3 separate regions of the Anas platyrhynchos genome follow, and all the other regions are linked to region 1. Evidence: chromatin contacts called from public Hi-C data. All regions are on one chromosome and are shown on one strand. Each heading gives the region's core, a stretch centred on a gene start, on an enhancer-like site or on the middle of the called end of the contact. The rest is flanking DNA. Distances are from core to core; before and after follow the strand shown. Region 1 holds the start of SMYD5 (SMYD family member 5). Region 2 overlaps EXOC6B (exocyst complex component 6B). Region 3 holds the start of SPR (sepiapterin reductase).

Evidence for each region. Hi-C and Micro-C count contacts between places; a contact is called where the count stands out from the background.
Region 2: a contact with region 1 is called in a Hi-C map of subcutaneous adipose tissue, with 4 times the contacts expected there. The contact joins the enhancer-like site here to the promoter of SMYD5 in region 1. A contact is called at or near these places in 2 of 8 Hi-C or Micro-C datasets (skeletal muscle and subcutaneous adipose tissue).
Region 3: a contact with region 1 is called in a Hi-C map of subcutaneous adipose tissue, with 3 times the contacts expected there. The contact joins the promoter of SPR here to the promoter of SMYD5 in region 1. A contact is called at or near these places in 3 of 8 Hi-C or Micro-C datasets (skeletal muscle, small yellow follicle and subcutaneous adipose tissue).

The regions. Positions count from the first base shown.
Region 1 is chr4:77,975,559-77,980,607 of IASCAAS_PekinDuck_T2T, reverse strand. It overlaps SMYD5 (SMYD family member 5), which reads left to right and starts at 2,405. Exons shown (of 13, transcript XM_005023977.5): 1 at 2,405-2,563; 2 at 2,836-2,944; 3 at 3,573-3,712; 4 at 3,945-4,066; 5 at 4,699-4,768. The coding sequence starts at 2,474.
Region 2 is chr4:78,167,407-78,172,455 of IASCAAS_PekinDuck_T2T, reverse strand. All of the region lies in intron 1 of EXOC6B (exocyst complex component 6B), which reads right to left. Among named protein-coding and RNA genes, the nearest start is that of EXOC6B, 22 kb to the right of the region's middle. Within about 2 kb of position 2,350, at least 5 of the 8 cell types and tissues checked have an H3K27ac peak or open chromatin away from gene starts, as enhancers often do.
Region 3 is chr4:78,137,026-78,142,074 of IASCAAS_PekinDuck_T2T, reverse strand. It overlaps SPR (sepiapterin reductase), which reads left to right and starts at 2,289. Exons shown (of 3, transcript XM_027455863.3): 1 at 2,289-2,771; 2 at 3,488-3,778; 3 at 3,892-4,669. The coding sequence starts at 2,327. The coding sequence ends at 4,082.

The sequences.
Region 1 (5,049 bases), core at 1,156-3,655:
GAACTGCAGCTTGGCCCCCCCCAAGTGCAGAGACCCCATCGTTCCTGGGGCTCATCGCCAGGCCAGCTGCAATGCTGGTGCCATGGTTGTGGCAAGGCGTGTGTGTGATCTTGTTTGCTGTTGAAGTGTCAAGGAGCACAAACAGTTCCTGTTAAAAGAGGCTGGGGTGACGATCGGGTGGTGTCTGTGCAGGCTGTGAGCGTGAGGGCATTTGCACACAGGGTGTTGCAGGTGACCGTGTGCTCCTAAGAGGGGAAACCCATGCTGGGAGGAGAACCAGCCCTGGTTGTTTCTCCTGGATATCTGGATTCCCATGTTTGATACTGAGATCACAACAAAAAAAAAAGCAAAAGCTGTAAGTCCTTTGCTCCCACCCGTGGTATCTTTATTCGTATTTCCGTTCATATATTATCCTTGCAGTATGATGAACAGGGTCTGGGTCTACCCCTGGAGCAGAAGTGCCTCCTATCTTGTGCCTTGCTGTATTTTTGCCTTCATTTTGCCTTCCCAAACCCCCTGTGGGTCTCTCAGCTTTCCGACACTGCCTTCCTTCCCCACGGTGCCGCAGCAGGGAACAAGGCGCTCCCCCAGCTTGCTGAGGTTCGGGAATCGGAGGCTGTTATAAAACCACAGCTTTCCAACACCTCTGCTGCTTCAGACGGCCCCCTGCCCCTCGGCCAGATGTGCTGATCCCGACCCAGACGGCGGCTGCTGCTCTCTGCTCTCCTCGTTACACACCACGGTGCTGGGGGAAGCAGCACCTGGAGCGCTTGGCGAGCACATCTGCAACCCCGCGCTGCTGTGTGGTGGGTGGAAGGGCTCCGAGGGGCTGGTGGTAAATAATTATTTGGGCTTTCCTGTCTGTTTTAGTAATTCTTTGGGTCCACACCAGCAGCAGCTAAGCGCTGTGGCTGTCGCCTTGCACTCCCAGGGTGCCACAAGCTCAGGGTAATTCATCGTGCCTCCTCCTGACCCCCAACACTGTATATCACTTTACTCTTTTGTTATTTATAGAAATATCTTTTTTTTTTTTCTTGTTAAGTGTTATTTATTTGCTCTGTTTCTTAATAAAAATAGCGTGTTTTAAAAAAGAAATGGGACTGGGTGGGGGATGGCAGGGTTTGGCATCACCTTGGTTTTGAGGTGGGCAGCGATGCCTTGGTGGCTTCTTGCCCCGCAGCTGCTGAAGATGGGCTATCCATCCTTTCTGTTGTGCTTGGTTTTCCGTGTTTTCCAGGAAATTGATTAAAAAATAAATAAAAAATGGAAACCTCCTGATAAGACTCCTGTTGTCAAAAAGTAACAGCAGCTTTCAAGCAGCAGGAGCCATCACAATGTGCTTTATTGAAATTTATTAAAACAAAAAACCCACATGTATTTCCATCCTCCCTCCCATTTTTATTTTTAAATTGGAAATTGATAGCCCATGCTAAGGTTGAAAGTAGACATTTTTTGTCCAGTTCCTGCAGAATTGGGACTGCATTTATAATAATAATTGCCACATTGGGATAGCATGGGCAGAAAGGTTTGGGTCATGGCTCGAGCTGATGCTCCTACACTATGACTTTCCACTGAAACCTTACAAAAAGAGGACACATAGCGCTATTATTACACTAATGGCTACTCTTTTTGCTGTTAGTGTGAAGATGCAAGTAAAATACAACTCCTGAGGTAGCATTTATTCACCTGCACCCCAGTCCTTGTTGCAGGACTGCGGGCACGGCTTAGCAGCGCTCCCAACAGGGGCTCGCAGGAAAGAAAAGCTAAAACGATTTTAAGCACTTGGAGGAGAAGCACAAGCCGACAGTGACACCTAGTGACATCAAAAAAACCCCAAAGCTCCCCAAAGAAACCATGCCCCGTTCCCAAACCCGCGATCAAGGAGTGGGGCTGAGTCAAGCGGGTTCTGTCAGCTCCGGCATGAATTAAAGTCTGATTAAATACAACTGAACTCTCTGTTTTCATTGATTTTAGGCGTTTGCAGACAGCCAAGCTGGGGAAAGCGAGGTCGCATGTTAACGCGTGTAAATTTTGTGTTTATTTTTGCAGAAGGCTGGGCCGGTTTTGAGGGCAGCGGGACGCGTCTCCTCACACCGTGAGGGGCACAGCGCCTTCTCGCCTGACAGGGGCTGTCCCTCCCCGTCAGGGTGGTTAAAATAAAACACTAATTTATAGCGGAGAGCCAGTCACGCTGCCGGCTGACGGTGGAGGCCCCGTTTGGAGGATTTTTGGAGGTGTTTTTTGGTGTTTTTCGGAGGGGACCAGGGTGGCGGCGAGGTGAGGGGAGGGCTAAGATGGCGGCTGGCCCCCGCCCTTCGGCCAAGGGGCTGAGGGGGGTGAGGGCGGTGAGGAGAAGGAAAAAAGAGGAGGAGAAGAAAAAAAGAGGAGGAGGAAAAAAAAAATGAAAGAGGAGGAGGAGGAGGAAGCGCTTCCCGCCCCCGGCGGGTCAGAGCGGGGAAGTCGCCGCCCGAAGATGGCCGCCGCGGCGGGGGACGTGTGCGGCTCCCCGGCTGGAGCCCAGCCCGGGGCCGCGGCTGAGGCTCGGTTCATCAGCAGCGCCAAGGTGAGGCCGGCCCGAGGGGCGTCCTGCCTTCCCCCTGTCCCTCAGCTCTCCTCCTTCGGTCCCTTGAGTCCCCCCGCTGCCACCACAGCCCTGGCGGATCCCCGTTGGTAAAGGGGGAGAAGCCCCGGCGCCGCCTCAGGGGGGTGGCTCCCCGCCTCGCCGTGCCCGGGTGGGCTCGGTTTTGGGGTGAAAAGCTCAAAACTTGGGGTTCGCTTTGGGGTGTGTGGCCCCTTTTCTCTGGCTCCCCTGAACCACGTTTTCTTCCCTCGCAGGGGAAAGGCTTGTTCGCCACCAGGAGCATCCGCAAAGGGGAGACCGTCTTCGTGGAGCGGCCGGTGGTGGCCTCCCAGTTCCTCTGGAACGCGCTGTACAACTACCGAGGTGAGGCGAAGGCGAAGGTTTATCGACAAATTGCTATTTTTTTTTTCCAAAGGAAGAGGTTTCGGGTTGGTTTTGGCACCAACGTGCGGCACTGCTGGTGTTTTGCCTTGCGTTGATGAGCGGGAATGGTGTGAGGGGATAAATGCCCAGCCTTCGAGCTGGAAAAAAAAGCACCACGTGCCACCAAAGGGTGAAGCCCCCGATTTTTGGGTGGTTTGGGTGACAATTCCCATTACCCCATGCCACCGAGGGGGTGAGGACCCCAAATTTTGTGTGGTTTGGGTCCCAATCCTCATTACCCCAGCACAGGGTAGAGCCCACAACCAGAGTGCTCTGGAGGTGTGAAAATGCAGGGCACTGGTTGGAAAAGCAAGGTTTTTAAACTTTTTTAGTGTACGTGGCTTAAACTGCTCTGCTGGGCTGGTGCTTTTGGGTCTAAGGAGATGATATAGTGTGACTTGGAGAAAAGAAATGCAAAAATGGGGTTTGTACACAAGCCGAGCCTTGCCCTGCGTAGACCGCGCTGCCTGCTGAGCTGATCAGCAAAATGAGGATGCTTGTGGTGTGCATCATACAGCCCTTAAACACACGTCTCACTACGCGTCTGGTTGTGTTTTCTCCCCTCCAGCCTGCGATCACTGCCTGCGGGCTTTGGAGACGGCGGAGGAGAACGCCCAGCGGCTGCTGGGGAAGAGCTCCCTGGTGCTGCCTCACCCGGAGCAGTGCAGCATCCGGAAAGACCTGCACCAGCAGTGTCCCCGCTGCCAGGTATGGGGTTATCGGGAGGGATTGTGGCCTGCCTGGCGTCACTGACTCCTTTATAGCATCTGGCCAGGCCCTCAGTAAAGCTTTTTGCCCCGAAATGGGTTCCTGCCTTTCCCCTTTCCGCATCGCTAAAGAGCTGGGGCTCAGAGACCGGTCAGGGAGGGGACACAGCGGGGCCCAGGAGCCCTTTTCCTGCTGCTGTAGCCAACGCCGGGCGCTGTGCCCCTCGCTCTAGGTGACGTACTGCAGTGCTGAATGCAGGCAGGCCGCTTTGGAGCAGTACCACCAGGTCCTCTGCCTCGGCCCATCCCGTGACGACCCCACGCACCCCCTCAACAAGCTGCAGGAGGCATGGAGGTAGGGGATCGACCTGCCTGGTGCTCCACGGGCAGAGGCGGTGGCTCTAGTGTCACAGGCTGGGTGACACTAACTTGGGAGCAGTGCTGAAGACCGTTCTCGCTTTGCATCCCTGCATGGGGTGGCTGGAGGGACCTGGTAGCTGTGGGTTTGGACACGGGCTGAGCAGTTCTTATTTTTTATCCAGCAAAGGGCTACAGAGCCCTGAGCTGCTCATCGCTTGCTCCTGCAGTTTTAGAGCATGCCTGCCACATCTCCAGCTGCTTGGAGTTCCGCCTCACAGAACTCCTGCACGTCCATAAATTGCCGTCCCTGCTTGCAAGTGACAAAATGGGCACAGAGGGGGAAGAAGTGACATCCCTGCCCCAAACCTGGTCACAAACCCCAGCTCTTGTGCAGCCTTTGGGTTTCCACGGGGCCAGGGCTATTCCCTGGGCTCTGGTTTAGCAGAGTTGTAGGGGATTATTTGTATCCCCTGGATTCCCAGGTGTGTGCAGGCTTCTCTCCCTGGGCTGGCCGCTTTGGTGATGAGCTCAGGCCTGAGCACAAAGATAGCAGCTGCCCCTGCCTCCCTCTGGATTTTTCTTTCCGTACCAGCACTGATCTCATCTTCCTTCTCTGTTCCTCTCCAGAAACATGCATTATCCGCCAGAGACTTCCAGCATCATGCTGATGGCCCGGATGGTCGCCACTGTCAAACAGGTATGGCTGTCGTTTGACTCCACGGCTGCTGGTGTGAGGTTTCTTTCTCCTGCTGTGGCTTTTACTTCCAGGGACTGATCTCTTTTTGCAGCAGCTGGCAGAGCGCTTTCCTTCTTGAAGAGATTTCAATGTCTAGTGATTCCTGGTTGTAGACAGAGCAGGCAGCAGAGGAGGCTTCAGTGTCCTGAGCCAAGCAGATTTTATTTTTTTTCCATCCTAAATTAATTAGGCAGGATGGAACCCTTCCTTTGGCTCTGCTTCTTTGGCCTGGCTTTCTCGAT
Region 2 (5,049 bases), core at 1,101-3,600, 190 kb before region 1:
ACACACTGAAATAGACTTCCATTCACAAAGAGGGAAGTGTGACACTGCCTGTCCTGAGACAGGGCCCCCAGGTCCAAAATATGGTGATGGAAAGGGGTCCTCAGGGGCCAGGCACCATTTGCTGCCCCACACAGCAGAAATTAGAAGGTCTCGACCCAGCTTTCCTGCTGCCCTTTACGCCCTACAAGGCCACGTTCGTGGATTTTATCCAGCTTGATTGATTTCTTTGAGTTGCTTTTCTCTATTTAAGGAAGTTAATTATCCCAGTTTTAATGCTAATTAAACCTGGTTTGGGTTTTCGTTGGTTTTTTTTGTTTTTGTTTTTTTTTGGCCATTTGAAAGCCGTGCCATTCAATTTGGGAGGGCACTGTTAGGGGATGTGGGCAGGCGGTGGCTCTGCTAGCACAGGGACCAGCACCGAAGCACGGGAGGGGAGATAAGGATGAGCCTGAGCAGATCCCAGGCTGCCCCAACTCTCTCGGGGTGCTGCACACAACCACAAGCACCCCCAAAAGAAACTGTGGGGTCTTCACCATGATATACTTGACTGGTTCTCGGAATTGGAGGTTTTATCCTGAAAGCAAACTTACAGTTCTTGCTAGCTGGTTTGTGCTTTTACAAACTCGAGTAAAGGGCTGAAAGAAAGCAAGGGGATTGCATAAATAAATTTCAGAACGTTTCTGGTTGATGAAGAGGCACTGCCCAGCTTTGTCACACCACCAGAGGCTTCCTGGTGGTCCTGCAGGAACCTGGCGGCACCCAAAGCAGGATCACCGAGGGGCTGGCAGCTCTGAGCGAGGGAGAAGGGGAAGCAAACACAGTGCAGAAGGGATGCAATCCCACCAGGGAGGCAAGGTGAACCAGTGGCAGTCCCAAAACAGCAGCAGGAAAATGAAAAAAAAGCATCTCTGGCTTTCTTTCTACAGGTAAAGGTGAAAAGGGCTGCGATTTAGGTCTTTGAGCTCCTCTCTGATATCCAAAAGATAAGCAGAGCTGTAGCCAAGCAAAGCTCAGTGCTACCCAAAGCACACCCTGCAGATCTGATCTAGGGAAGGCAGCAGGCGTAACCGGCAAGAAAGTCTCCTTTCCCTTTTCTTCCATCGTGCAGGTAAAGGTGGATTCTGTGATTCTGTAAAGCCATCCGACAAGACAACGCCTTTACTCAGCCCTGTGGAAAACCATGCCCTTCAGGAACAGAAACGATGCTCTTCAAGGGCCTTAAAAAAAAGAACAAAAATCCTTTTTTCATCTCTGTAAGCGAAGCCTACAGCATGCTGATCAGGATTAACACCTGGATCAAAGTACAAGCTGCTGAAGAAAGCCAAAGCTAAGGTTTGGGATGTCAATTCCTACATAAAAGCTCCGTATTGGGATTAAGCATCTATTTTGGAAGCCAGTGAATTGAGTATTTATCAACAGCTGATAACGCTGACCTCTGCTGCCGGCAGGCACCGGCTGCTTTCACTCCCCACGCTGCACCCCACCAGCTGCAGGGGGAGGCAAGGGACAGGGGCAGCAAATTAAAGGCTGTTACCCTCTGGCAGGGAAAAAGATTGAGCAGGTAAAGTACATCAGTGCCATTGGGAATTTATTTCTACTTACAGAAAGGCCAGGAGAGAGGGAAAAGCTGCCCCAGCAGGACCCCAGGAGGTAAAAACAACTCTAACCCCACAGCTGTCTCTGCGCAGAGTCCTGGGATCTGCTGCTTGAGCATTTCCCCTGTGCTGTGAGAAATGAAGAGAGGTACCTGCAGCTCAGCACCCCCCAGAGCCTCAGCAGCAGCACTTGGTGGAAGAGCAGAGACGTTTCCTGCAGCTCAGGAGCTGTTTGGGACACATCACTGCAAGCGTTACGGGAATTTATCCGAGCAACACATGAGCATTTTTCACAACAGCTTTACAACGCAACACATTTTGCACTCTCCATACTTCTAATTCCCACTTCTAACTTCCAATCGCCACGAGCAACTTTCTCTTTCCCTAAGAAGGGCACAGAGGTTTCAATCCCCTCGCTCCAGCTGGGGAACATTTACCCTCAGGGGGTGGCAGCCACCTAAACGAGGGGCTGAGTTTTGGGGCTGTGATGGGCGAGCACATCGTGCAGCTCAGGGCTGCATAAACCCAACAGCCACGTTCTGGGCATGGATATATTTTATTTTTTTAAATTATGATGCTTTACAAGGTTAGAGGTCCCCAGCCACCCAGCCTACCTCTCCTTTTGGAGGTCTGCAGCACCCAGAGGGTAGTGGCAAGAGCAAGGCAGCGTGCCTGCAGCACTGCCTCTGCAGCACGAGCTGTGCTTATCAGAACCCCGAGCAGATCTGGCCGTGGCTCAAGGACACGCAGCCCCTCATTATCAGTCTCCTCGAGAGGTCAAACGCTCTCAGACTGTCACAGCATCCGCAGCAGGGGGGGATGCAGCACAGCACACAGCTCAGCACGCACGCCTGGGCTGAAGGGCTGTAAAGACAGAGCAGCAGCAGGACGTTTTTTCTACAAACTAAAGACAGCAAAGGCGTTCTGTCCTTCAAATATTTCTACTGCACAAAGCCAAGAAGTGCTCTGAAAGACAGAAGCCAGTTGTCCAAAAATCCCATTTGGTGACTGACAGCATTTAACTAATCCTGAGCCACGCAGGAAAAAGCATGGGCTGTGAGAGGACCGTGCCTCTCAGCTCACACCCTGCACTTCCCATCCTGGCCCAGCTCAAAAACCAGCAGCCTGCCCAACCCAGCAGCCCACAACGCTGGGACTGGACAGACTGATGGTGCTGCTCATCCCCTGTAAATGGAGCAGCTCTGGCACAGGAAGATCCTGAACCTCGTACCTGTTCCCCTGAAGGAGCTGCTGCTGTGCCTCTCTGGGAGGCTGGGCAGGCTTCTGGAGCAGTGTTTTTCTCCTACCTGGCTTTGCATTGTGCATAAATGGTACCTCTGGGGCTTCAGCCTTGCTCGTCTGCTTCCAGGTGATTCTTTTTCCCCTTTTGAAGTTCTCGTTTTACCCCTATCAAGACAGCTCAGCCACTTCCACAGCTCAGGCTTAAGAAAAAAAGGATTTGTCACAGTATTAACTCCTTGCTGATGCTCTCCTGGAAAAATACCGTCCTCAGGATTCGGTGTACAAATACAGATTCAAATGAGAAAACTGGGACTGAAAAACATCAAGGGTTTGGTCCACAAAGCAGCAAACATGAAGTGGAGACAAGCCTCCATCCCCCAGCAGGGTGATACGTGAGGCAGGTCCTGGCACCAAGCAGAAAGCACTCAAATGGACTCTGCTTCCAGCTCTGCTTCTGTCTGTAAAGGTAATTTAATATTTAATAGAGTGGAAAGAGAAAGGTACAGAACAGGGGATGTCTTTTATGGGCTGAAATGCGATGGACTCACTCAAGGCAGCTGCTGCCAAAGGAAGGCCAGGTTCAGTCTGTGTTCCTCAGCACATCCACTCACTGGGCTTGCACCAACATACCTGAGCAGCTCCTCAAAGCTTCATAAAATAATTTAATTAAGTGTTTAGAGCATGTTTAGGAGCAAATGACATAAGCATATAAGTGGCTGAGATTAATAAGAAGGCCAGGAATCAGATGGCAATAGAAGGAAACCCATTACACCCTCCACAGCCTCTCTGTGGATGAGAAATTATCCCTGCCATCCCCAGACCTTCTCCTTCCCATACAAAGACACGTCCCCTGTGATCTCCCTGCACCCTCAAGCAGGAGGGATGTTTCCTGCTTGCAGCCTCTGCTATCCCTCATCACCTCCACCAGGCACCACTACTGCATTTTGCCACTTGATGGCACCAAAGGAAACCCTAAATTTTCACATTGCCAGGTCCAATTCGGAGGAGATGGTCAAGATCAGGTCTAAACCCTAAAGGAAAAGCGGACGGCCAATATATGGCACACTAACACATGGAAATAACCATTTCCTAGCTTTTTTTTACTCCTGCACCCAAGCAGTGAAGCAGAAGCGATCACGCTGCTTGGATTTACAGACACAGCCCTTTTTTGTGGTCTTAGAAATCCTCCTCAAGTCCCCAGGAGCTGCAGCGAGGAGGCACCAGCACCAGGACAGGAGCAAGGAACCAGCTCAAGGACCAGGCTCAGCACCAGAGGCTCAGCAAAACTGAGCCAAGGCCACGGCACCAGGTCACCTCAAGCGTCCTCATCCCCAAAACACTGGCTGCAGGCAGCTGGGATCATCCTCCGGACACCTCCTGCCCCAGAGCATCTCCTGATTTTGCAGTTACCGACCCGAAGTGGCTACAGAAAGGGGAAATTGAAAAAAAAATAGATATAGAAAAGTGATCTGAATTTGTTCTAACAACATACCGGGTTTCAGAAAACATCTGGGATGTGTTTCTGCTTGCGCCGTGTACCCAAAAACCAAGTATTTGCAAGTTATTTAAGAGGATTTAGCGAGAAGTACTAGATTCAAAGCATACTCGGAGCATCCACCTCAGATTTACATCCGCTGCTATTAGCCTAGACAGCTTTCTGTGTTACGGCTTAATTAAAAATCCATGCTGAAAGTTCAAACCAAAGCCACAAAGCGGGCTTGTTCCGAGTGGCGGACGGGGACCACCGCAGACATTCATCTCCAGAGCCATCCATCAGCCGGGACGGGCAGGAAAAGAAAGCAGCTTGTGCAAGCCAAAAGAAAAACCCGCACGGACAAATTGGCTTCACCACAACGGGGCCTGCTCTGTGGGCTCTTGCTCAATAAATGGATTAAATTCTTGCTCCAGCAGTGTGCTCATCGAGGAGCGGGGAACGCAGGTGATGGCCACACACGGGGACAATTCAGGAACCAGGGGGACCCAGACCCACGCAGCCACCACCTGAAGCACAACCAGACGACCTGGGAGGCCTTTTCCAACCTTGATGATTCTACAAAAATCAGCCCCCGAAGGCCAGGCAGTACCAGCAATGGCTCACAGCGACCTGCTTTGAGTTTCCATCCCCGGATGATGCCACTGGCACGATCCTAACGGCGTTGCTTTGCTGCTTAACGCTGGCGTGGTGGCATTACTGATGCAATGGACCTATTTG
Region 3 (5,049 bases), core at 1,040-3,539, 160 kb before region 1:
AATTTTTGGAGCTCCCGTTTCTGGAGTCCTCCCACCACGGGGAAAGTCTCTGTTTGTGAATCGTCCCTGTGGATTTACGGCTGGGTTTGGGTAGCGGGTGAGGAGAGGAACTAGCAAGCTGCAAAAAAAATACCCACAGGGATAAAAGGGCAGCCAGGAAAAGTCAGAAATAAAAATAAAAATAATGAAATAAAAATTAAAAAAATAAGAAATATTAAAAGATAGAAATAGAAATAGAAATATAGAAATAGAAATAAATAAGAATAAGAATAAGAATAAGAATAAGAATAAGAATAAGAATAAGAATAAGAATAAGAATAAGAATAAGAATAAGAATAAGAATAAGAAAAGAATAAGAATAAGAATAAGAAAAGAATAAGAAAAGAATAAGAATATAAAAATAAAAATAAAAATAAAAATGCTTTGGGGATTTAGTTTGGGATTTAATTTGATTTGGGATTTTTAGGATGTAGCCTAGATCTCCCAATACGAGGCTCCCTACCGCTGCAGCACCCCATCCATTGCCTTTCATCCCACAGGGCTCTGGCAGCAGCACATCAGGGTGCTTGGAAGGAGGAGCAAAGAGAGCCGGTGCCTCCTTGTCCCTGAGCACAAAAAAACAAACAAACAAACAAAAAAAAAACCCTGAGGCTGCAGCAGCCCTGAAATCGCTGAGTGATGCTTAGGGCTCAGTGTTCTCCAGGAGAAGCGGAATAAGCACAGTCAGCGTGATTGTGCCACATTGAAACCCAGCAGATATTTGAGGAGGATCTGCAGGACTAAAGGGCACGGCTAAACTCCCAGAGGGAGTTTCCTCCCTCTCTCTGATTTCTTGTTTTTAGTGCGGATTAATGCAGGCAGCTTCTGCTGGCTTCCCAAACCCTCACCCCCAATTCTACACAAATTCATTGGGGTCTGGAAACGGCTCAGTTGGGAGAAGTGAACCACTGGAAGAAAACTCCATTAAAATGTTGCTCGTTTCCAGCTGGCCCTGGGAATGGGGACGAGAAATGTGATGGGTGCAGGGCAGGCAGAAAGGGGGGAACTGGCACCCACCAAGGCAAGTTCTGCCATCAAGAAGCTGCTCGTGACAAAGCCACGCGTTCACTGTCTTCCTTCTTGCTGACGATCTTAATTTTGCCGAACGTGAAAGATTTGCTTTAGCACAACAAATATCGCTCTTGGGCTTTCGCCACGCCATGAATTTTTAATGCTTTATTAGAACGCGCGGGGGTTTCGGCAGCAGCTGTGACTGCTTAATGGAGAGAAACTCGGCTTCGTTACCTGCTCAGGCACCGCGGGGGCCGTCTGTGCTCAGGGTGTGAGAGCTGTGAGACTGGAACCAGCCAGCAGCTAGCTCCTCACCCACCGGGCCCCACTTGGAAAGCTGGCTGCATCCTCATACACCAAAATATTCATTTACAAAGGGCTTTAGGAATTTCTGGGATCAGACAACAGTGTTGTCACCTAATCCCAGGATCTCAGCGTGGTTGAGGTGGGCAGGACCCCCAGCAAGGTGCCCAGCCCCACATCCCGGTGGCTGCTGCAGCTCCCCCAGGAGGAGCCCCCCAAGCTCTGGGCAGTCTGTGCCAGGGCTCCGGCACCCCTGGGCCCAGCAGTAAAAAAATATATTGGGGGAAAAAAATAAGTTGGGAAAAAAAAAAAATAAGATACTGGGCAAAATATATATATATAGGGAAAAAAAAAAAAAAGATAATGAGGAAAAATAAAATTATGTAGGGGAAAAAATAAACTGATATTGGGTGAAAAAAATATATTGGGGAAATAGTTATATCGGGGAAAAGAATTATAATGGGGGAAAAATAAATATATTAGGAAAAAACTGATATTGGGGGAAAAAATACATATTGGGGAAATAATTATATCGGGGAAAGGAATTATAATGGGGGAAAAACAAATATTTCAGGAAAAAACTGATATTGGGTGAAAAAATATATATAGGGGAAAAAATTAAATGAAATAAAATGAAATAAAATAAAATAAAAAAATAAAATAAAATAAAATAAAATAAAATAAAATAAAATAAAATAATAAAAATAAAATAATAAAAATAAAAATAAAAATAAAGTAAATAAAAATAAAATAAATAAACTGCTACGGGGCCAAAAACCCCGATTTGGGGCCACAAGGCGCAGGGGAAGCCCCGCGGGGCGGGGGCGCGGCGGGAGTAGGGCCGAGCCCTGGCCACGCCCACCTAGGGGGCGTGGCGAGGGGCGGGGGCAGCCAATGGGAGCTGGGGCTGGCGGAGCGCCCATTGAGGGGCGGTGGGGGCATGAATGGGGCGCGTGACGTCACGGGGGCATGAATGGGGCGCGTGACGGCGCGGGGGCGCGAAGCCACGCCCCCTCCGTGGCGCGCCACGATGGAGCCGGGGCCGGGAATGGGGCCGGGAATAGGGCCGGGAATGGGATCGGGAATAGGGCCGGGAATAGGGCCGGGAGCGGAGCCGCAGCGCTGGCCCGCGACCTCCTGCGTGCTGACGGGGGCTTCGCGGGGCTTCGGGCGCAGCCTGGCCCGGCTGCTGGCCCCGCGGTTGGGCCGGGGCTCGCTGCTGGTGCTGCTGGCCCGCTCCGAGGAGCCGCTGGCCCAGCTGGCGACCGAGCTGCGGGGCTCCGCCGCCGCCGGGCTGCGGGTGGAGTGCGTGGCCGCCGAGCTGAGCACCCAGCAGGGGCTGCGGAAGGCGGTGGAGGCGCTGCGGGAGCTGCTGCCCTCGGCGCCGCCCGGCCCTTTGCTCGTCGTTAACAACGCCGGTAACAACCGGGAGCGGGGCTCCTAATGGTGGGGGTGGGCGCGGGGGGATTGCCGGGGGCTTGTTGTGAACGGGGCCGGGGAGCTGGGGCAGCAGCGCCGGGACTGCTCCTTGCCGGGATGTGGTGCAGGAGCTCCGTGCTTTGCTGCTGCTGAGGCTCCTGCAGCCCCCCCGGCTTCATCCTGCAGCCCCCCACCTCCTCCTGCAGCCCCCTGCTTTCCTCCGGCCCTGCTCCTCAAGCTCTGTCCTCCAGAAAACCTTCAGACCCTGCTTTGGCTTTAGGGCCAAAGTCTGCTGGCTTTAGGGCCACTTTTCCCCCATTATTTCTGGGATAAGGCCAACCATTCCAGCAGGTAACAGCGCTGCAGGAGCAGGACCTCAGATCTTCCCCCAACTTGGTCCAGAAAGATCAAAATGCAGAGTGTGTGGTGCCCTGTGGGGTGTTGCGCTTGAGGCCAAAGGTTGGGAGCTGTTTGTTCAGGCAGGGCAGGTCCTTGTCCCGTGGTGCTGCCCATGGGTGACCCAAAAACGTGAGCAGAGCCGTGCCGAGCTCCTCGCTCTCCCAGGAGATCCCGATCTAAGCAGGAGAGCTTGGACCAGCAAAGCTGCCCAATGTTTGTCCCCATTGGGGTGTTGCTTGTGGAAATGGGGGTGCAAATATGGACGGTGTTGGGGCCATATTTAACTACTCCAGGCTCATTTGTCCTTCGTTCCCAGGCTCCCTGGGAGACATCTCCAAATCCTTCCTCGACCTCACCGACCCGGCTGAAATCAACACCTACTTCGCCTTCAACGTCACCTCGGCGCTTTGCCTCACCACGGCCGCCCTGCAGGCCTTCGGGAAGCGCCCCGGCTCGAGCAGGACGGTGGTGAACATCTCCTCCCTCTGCGCCCTAAAGCCCTTCAAGAACTGGGCGCTGTACTGCAGCGGGAAGGCTGCCCGGGACATGATGTTCCAGGTGCTGGCGCTGGAGGAGCCCGACGTGCGCGTGCTCAACTACGCCCCGGGTGAGCAGGGGGCTCGTTAATTGCTGCTGGTTTTAATAGAAGGAGATATTCCTCCAGGTGCAGAAGGAGAACGGGCACCAGAGTTTGTGATTTCTTCTGCTTTGATTCCCCAGGTCCTCTGGACACGGACATGCAGCTCTTGGCCCGCACGAAGACCGGAGACCCCGAGATGCGGCGGCATTTCCAGAGCCTGCAGGAGAGCGGGCAGCTCATCGACTGCTCCGTGTCGGCCCAGAAGCTCCTGAAGCTCCTGGAGGAGGACGCCTTCAGCTCCGGCGCCCACGTGGATTTCTACGACGTCTGAGCTGCTCTCACCTGGCCCCTCGCCTGCGTGCTTTGCTGTCGTACTTCAGAGAAGTAAGAGCAGGAGGTCATCACCCCTGGCTCTTCCCCATCTCTCCAGAGACTCTCCTGCAGCTTGGGGGCTCTCTCAGAGCCCAGAGGGTTTGGGATCAGAGCTGAGCAGCTCCCGGTGCTGCTTGCAGGCAGGGAGCTGCCAGGAGAGGGAGCTGCCTGCGCAGGAGATGCGAACACCGGGGTGCCTGCCCGGAGCTCCAGCTGGCACAAGCATAGCCCTGGGCGAGGGTTTGATCACTGCCCTGAGTTTTTCCTGTTTTCTTGGGGCTGGGGCTGGGGTTTGAGCCTCTTCCAGGTTGTTCTTTTAGTTATTTGTGGGCTTTTAGCCTCATTTTTCCAAGTTCCATGAGGCGTAAGCCCACTCCTTGGAGTGCCAGAGGTGGGACAAGCACAGTGCTGGTGGCGAGGCTGGCACCCCCCACCTGCCCCAGAAACGCCTAGCTCCTTCTGCCACCCTGTTCTTGCAGCCTTTTATTCCGAGATTATTTTTCTGTCTCCCTACGTCTCCAGTCATTAAAAGTTTCCTGTCTGCTCTGGTCTTTCTGCTGTGTGTTCAAAGTGGGTGCGCTCTGGGGAGGGTGGGAGCAGGGAGCCTGGCTCAGGTCGTGGTCATCATCCCGCAAGGCACCACACGTGTCCCTCTGGGTCCTCTCTGCCACCTCCAGGTGATTTCCTGAGCTCCGTGGTCACTTAATTCCATCAAAAAAACCCTTTTCCATTAACTCCACGTTCACTTAATTCCGTCAAGCTCAACGAAGCCTTCTCCAGAGCTAGTCTGCCTCTTGGTTTCCTCTTCCCTGTGTCCCTATTAAGTTAATTATTAGCAAAAATCCCTCTGCTTCCTATACCTCTTCTTCTGGGTTTGGTGCCTGATGCCGTTGTGTGTTTTTGGGGAGCCCAGAAGGACCTGCTGC